Regions from separate parts of the Gossypium hirsutum genome. Here region 2 is linked to region 1. A link is a contact called in public Hi-C data. All regions are on one chromosome and are shown on one strand. Each heading gives the region's core, a stretch centred on a gene start, on an enhancer-like site or on the middle of the called end of the contact. The rest is flanking DNA. Distances are from core to core; before and after follow the strand shown. Region 1 holds the start of LOC107893009 (18.1 kDa class I heat shock protein). Region 2 has its middle 3.8 kb from the start of LOC107892209.

Region 1 (3,019 bases), core at 280-2,779:
ATTTGTTTATATATTTCTTTTCTCAATTTTATAGCAATTTTATATTATTAATTTCCAATTTTAAATTATTTAAGATGATTGGACTTAGTTCAACCAAAAACAAAATTTTTAACTTTTTCAATTTTTTATTCAATTTTTAATCATGATTTTGGGTTGAATTAGACCTGATCATGAGTCAAATCGAGTCAAGTTTAGGTTAGATTAATGAAAAATTTTAAGTATAGGCTCTGCCCAAAAAATGAATCTAATTTTTTTTCTAAGTCCGACCTAGATTAAAAATCTAAATCGAGCCTGACTTGACCCACCCAGGTTAATTTTTTTAGATTATTTTTTTATATAAAAACTTTTAAAAAATATAATATATAAAATACACTGAAAACGTTAAAATAAATATTTCTCAACAAATCAAAAATCCATTAACCAAAATCTTTATACTTAAATAATACTAATATATTTGCAACTTAGCAAGCAAATGTCTCAACAATAGTAGCAAAATTAATAATAAAACAAAATTTATATAATATCCAAACAGTAACAAGAAAATGATAGCAAACTAATGGCAACAAAATAGCATCGAAATGACAACAAAACAGTTAATTCGGCCTGAGTCAAAAAATCCTATTTGAGGCCTAGCCTATTTAAAAAAAACAAGTCTTATTTTTCGTTCAAACCCAGTTTTTGAACTTATATTTTTACTCAAGTACTCTCACTTTTCAAACGAAATTTTTGCGCATGTCCCATTTATCTTCAAGTTTTCTTACATGTATTTTATTTCAAAGGTTTTTTCTCAGTGATTTACTGAGAATTTTGGCTTGAGTTAAGTTATAAGAACAAGGCGTTCTCAAGAGAAACCAGTAAACATTTTATTCATAACTTTACATCCATGTATTACATGCCAGAAGCATAGACATTACATGAAAATGCAGCAACAACAACACACATGAAACACACCAAAGGAAACACTGAAACAAAACATGAAAATTTTCTCAAATGTCTTTCACTCAACCCTTGATCTCCTCAATCTCAATCATTTTCTTCTCTGGTTTCTTCACTTCTTGTTTGGGGACAGTCACCACAAGCACACCATCCTCCATTGATGCCTTAACTCCATCGGTCTTCACATTCTCCGGCAACCTAAAACTCCTACGGAACTCGCCTCTGCAACGCTCAACTCTATGCCACTTAACATTTTTATCATCTTTCTCCTCCTTCCTTTCTCCATATATTTTGAGCACCCTTTCATCATCAATCTCAACGTTCACTTCCTTTTTGTTGAGCCCTGGAAGATCAGATATGAACACATGGGCCTCTGGGGTTTCTTTCCAATCTGTTGGGGTGTTAAGGACTGGACATTTGTTGACCATTGAAAGGAAAGGGTCGTAAATTTCATCGCCAAATAATTGGGAGATGAGAGCCATCTTTCTTCTGGATTCTATGAAATGGGAATACAGTAATGATGAATATAATGTACAAATGGAACTTATCATATATAAAGGATGAATAAGCTGTCTCTTGAACTTTCTTGATTTTTACAATGAAATGGTTTCATATGTTCTTCTACAATCTTCTGTCGTTATAATTTCTTGCATTTTAATCAATAAAGAAGCTAGGTTGTCGACAAGTATTATTTTAACATTATATATAATGCAAGTTCCAGAAGTTTATGGATAAATTAATTACGTAAGCATCCATCATTGTTCTAAGAGATGTTCCAGAAAATGGAAATGAAGCAGGCCCAAGCCCTAATAGATGTCAGTTTCTAACCTTGAAAAGCCTGCAATGTCCTCTTTCGGCCCATGGTTTTGTTGCTTGGGCCAAATTGCACGTATACAAATTAACTCTTTTGAAAAAGTGGGGAGTGATTTTTTTTAATTTTTTATTTAATTTTATTAATGTATTTTTTTATTTATCTTCTTTTTGGATTAATTAATTATAGTAAATTCAGTCAAAAAATTTTAAATGATAATTACCTTTTGAGTAAAAAAACTCTAAAAGCGGCTATGGGTTGGATGCCATTTGTTTTTAAAATATAATAAGAGAATATTTGTTACATTGGTAATGTACTTTTTTTTATTACGTAAACAATCTTATAAAATTGTCATGACTCTCTCTTTTTTAAATATTTATTTTTTAATATTTTATTATACTTGTATAGTGGTCAAATTTCAAGTCGAATCTCTCTACTAGAATCGCACTTAAAATTTAATCTTTATTTTAATTTGACATAATTTGTATTGTATTTTTTTATTAACATTAGTTGATTCATATAGTTATTATCCACAACTATTTCAGTTAAAATGTTGAGGTATAATTTTTTTTTTTGGAAAGGACACATTCTAACTTATCATATACAGATAACTTTTTTTGAGGGTTAAAAATGTATTTTCTAAGAAAAAAAAATATATATATACACGAATAAAATTAATTCCCTAGGCTTTTCTCCATGATACATAGACAACTATTTTATTTTTATTCTTTTAATATAAAATAATAGTCAAAGTATATTTTATTCTTTTAGTATACTCATATTTGAGATTTAATTTTTATGTTTTAATTTGACATAATTTGATTCTCTACTTTTGTAGTGATATTAGCCGGTCCAAATACTTAAACATATAATTTAAAAAAAAAGTAACATCCTAACAATTAAAAGAAAAATCTATTTTAGCATGATTATTTGAAAAGTTTTAGGCTCTATTTGTTTACCTGTAAAAGCTTTTTCATAAAAACTTTTCAGCATTGTTCGATGTTTGTTTGGCTGAAAATGATTTTCCACGATAAAACATTTTACAAAACACGGGAAAAGGAGGTTTTTTTGGAAATGTCTTTCCCTTTTTATTTTGGCAAGACATTTTCCAAAGTTTTCCCTCTTCACATCCTAGCATCAGAACTTGCTAAATGCTCTCTCGTTCTCCTTCCCCTTCCCTTCATTGCGTCCCCGACCTAGGATTCATCTCTGTAGAAAAAACAACCAGCAGTAGTTTTGTTGACAAAAAGAAAAAAGCCCTAGCCATTTCTA
Region 2 (3,019 bases), core at 306-2,805, 170 kb before region 1:
AGATATTAGAAGAGTTTTTTTATTATTATATTACAATCGACTTGGCCCTGAGTTAAGTCATAGTTCAATATTTTTCTTGTCAAAATGGTTTCTTTTTAAATTTGTCTTAATTCATTTATCCAAATTCATCATTCATTTGATATTAAAATTTTAAAAATATTTTATTAATATGTATTTTAGAATTAATATAAATATGAAGAATTTTTTAATTAAAAAATAGTTATTGGGATTAAGTCGAACTGTCAGGTCTATTGGACAACTAAAGTACTTTAATTCACATCTAGAGTAGACTTAATAGCAAGGCTTTTGATCGACCCTCTATTCCGCACATGTAAACGCATGAATTTTAACCATGTAGTAACCAAATCTTTCCCTTATCATTTACTTTTGCACTCTAAAAGGTAGTATATATGAAAAAATAACTAGTTTAATATATAAATTGGCTCATGATCTTCGTAAATTTTTTTCAAATTAGTCCTTAATTCTTCTTGAATCACATTAACCTCTAAAGATAGCATTTATGATTAACACCATTAATTTTATAACAGTTGAGTGACATGACTAAACACAATGATGACACATGAACAAACAGGGGAGCAACATGTTTCTTCCTATTTAATTATTCTAATATATATATTCAATAAATGTAAATAAGTTTTAAAATATAAGTAATATATGCAAGTTATAAAAGTTAAGAAAATTGAATATATATAATTGAAAAAACAGTTCAAATTTACAAAAATAATATTAAAATATACTTAAAATTTTAGAAAATTACAGAAAAATGAAAAAATATTTAACGATTCAAAAAATTGACTGATCAATATTTTTGTAATTTAATTTTTAAATTTTATAAAATTTTAACAATATGTTCTCTTTTTATTGAATTTTTTAAAATATTTTTTGAATTTTTAACTAATTGTTTTGTTTTATGTTTTGAATTATATATTAATTTTTTGAATTTTTATAATATATATTTCTTATATTTTCTAAAACAATTTTTTTTAAAATTTTTGAAGTTTTTTTTTTACAATTTTTAGAATAATTATAGAGGAAGACACTTGTTGTTTTCTTGTTTGTCCGTGTGTCACATCCTAATTTCGCCACATCACCCAAATATTTAAAAACTAACGGTGTTGACCATAAGGATCAATGTGATAAAAAAATCTAGAAGCCAATTTGAGAAAGTTAGCAAGTTTCGTTTATTGTCGTTAACTGGATACATTTACAATATGCAAACGCTGAGAATTAAATTTATTATCATGTCATATATTATCTTTCTGTCACCCAATCAACGTAGTTAATAAATCAAATAATTGAATAATTATTTTGTAATTTTTCATGATTTGGTGACTAAACAAATCTTAATAATAATTGGGTGACTAGTTTACCCTAAATAAAAATATGCATTGATGATATGTTTGTATATCTATACATACACGTAGGTGTATATATTATGTGTACTTCTTACATTACGATGAGAGTAGGGAGGGTCCAATTATTTAAATTAGGCCCGATTCATTGGGATGAAGTGGCCTATATATGTGTGCCATGATTGGCCCAGTTAAGACCAAAGAATCAAAAACAAGCTTTGCATCAACGAGTTCAGTTTCACCCCTCGGATTAATGCAATCTTTTCATTGAAAACTAAAATTAAAGAAACAAATTTAAGATTACCCAAACCAAGAAGTCATCGCCAAATTTACTTTCTTTTATGAAATCAACTCTAAGGACTAAAATTTTTATGATAATTTAGATGTTTTGAAAAACGTTAATTCAATTAAATTTTTTGTTTATAATATTCCCACTACATAGGACTTTATTCAATCGGTTATGCACTATATTTGTCCCTATAAAATATCAAAAAATTAATAGGTTATCTATATTTTAAAAATGATTGTTATTACTGTCTAAATTTTACTGGTTAACAGTTTTTTTAACTTTTTCGTTGATGAAATATTTTGATTTTTACTGTTATAACATTTATTCTAATCTAAATAAATAAAAGCAATTTAGAGTTTTCAAATAAAGAAATAATTATGTTAACAAAAGAAAAAGAAAAAAAAATTTGTTACCAGTAAAAATAAAGAAATAATTAAGTGAGTAATATTTAAAATTTTAAAAACACATTGTTAATTTTGATAATTTTAATATAAAAATATTAAGTAATTATATTTAAAATTTAATTACATAAGATTTGTTCAAAATCTTAGAAAGCTTTAAACTAAAAAAGTTACATGCATTTTTTTTAATGTATACATGCCTCCTTTTTTGTTAACTCTAAACTTTCTTTGATAAGTGCGATTTAGAAATTTCAAAAAAAAAATTAAATAAGGAATATTATTTGGTAAATTGATACATAAGTAGGGTTAGGGATTGACATGTGTCTTATAAAAATATATTGTCAGTGTACCAAATATTTATCCTTTAAATAATAAACTTCTAAGTATCTATGATTAATTTAATAGTTTTATTATAAAATTAATTTAATTTTAACTCATAAAAAACATAAATTATATATATTTAATAAAGTTAATTTATTTAAAATATGAAAACATAGGTGTCTCCCCTTATTTAAGTAATTACTTTTAATTCACAATCAACAAGAATTGACATCCTCACTAAAGATTCACTCAAAGCACTTAAAGCACTCAAAGTGTTTAAGGTTCAATAAATATTCACTCAAAATTAAATTTCCATAGGCTTGCTTGAAAATTAAATTTCCACCACTATAAAATGATATGACACATTAATCAAAAAGTCTTTAAGAGGTTATAATGGGGCTTAGGTTAAGGGTGTGAAAAAAACAACTAGAAAAAGTGGTTATAATCGAGATCGAGTTGATAAATTACCAAACTAAAAAAATAAATAAATGTTGAATTAAAAGAAAGTGCATCAATCAATACTATTCAAGAATAAAAAGGAGATTCTCAATAAAATATGAAATTAACTATTCAAGCTCAATTAACAAAGAATTAATCAATATTTTTTTTCGATTTTTTGAAGTAGAACAATAAGA

Evidence for each region. A called contact is a pair of places that touch in the nucleus more often than the background predicts.
Region 2: a contact with region 1 is called in a Hi-C map of leaf, with 2.7 times the contacts expected there. The contact joins the enhancer-like site here to the promoter of LOC107893009 in region 1. A contact is called at or near these places in 3 of 34 Hi-C or Micro-C datasets (hypocotyl and leaf).

The regions. Positions count from the first base shown.
Region 1 is chrD09:10,652,655-10,655,673 of Gossypium_hirsutum_v2.1, reverse strand. LOC107893009 (18.1 kDa class I heat shock protein) reads right to left here and starts at 1,529. Exons shown (of 1, transcript XM_016818003.2): 1 at 842-1,529. The coding sequence starts at 1,487. The coding sequence ends at 1,002. LOC107893010 (a long non-coding RNA gene) reads left to right here and starts at 2,759. Exons shown (of 4, transcript XR_001682700.2): 1 at 2,759-3,019.
Region 2 is chrD09:10,818,032-10,821,050 of Gossypium_hirsutum_v2.1, reverse strand. No RefSeq gene overlaps it. Among protein-coding and RNA genes, the nearest start is that of LOC107892209, 3.8 kb to the left of the region's middle. Within about 2 kb of position 1,555, at least 1 of the 9 cell types and tissues checked has an H3K27ac peak or open chromatin away from gene starts, as enhancers often do. A contact at or near this core is called in leaf, where this site is marked.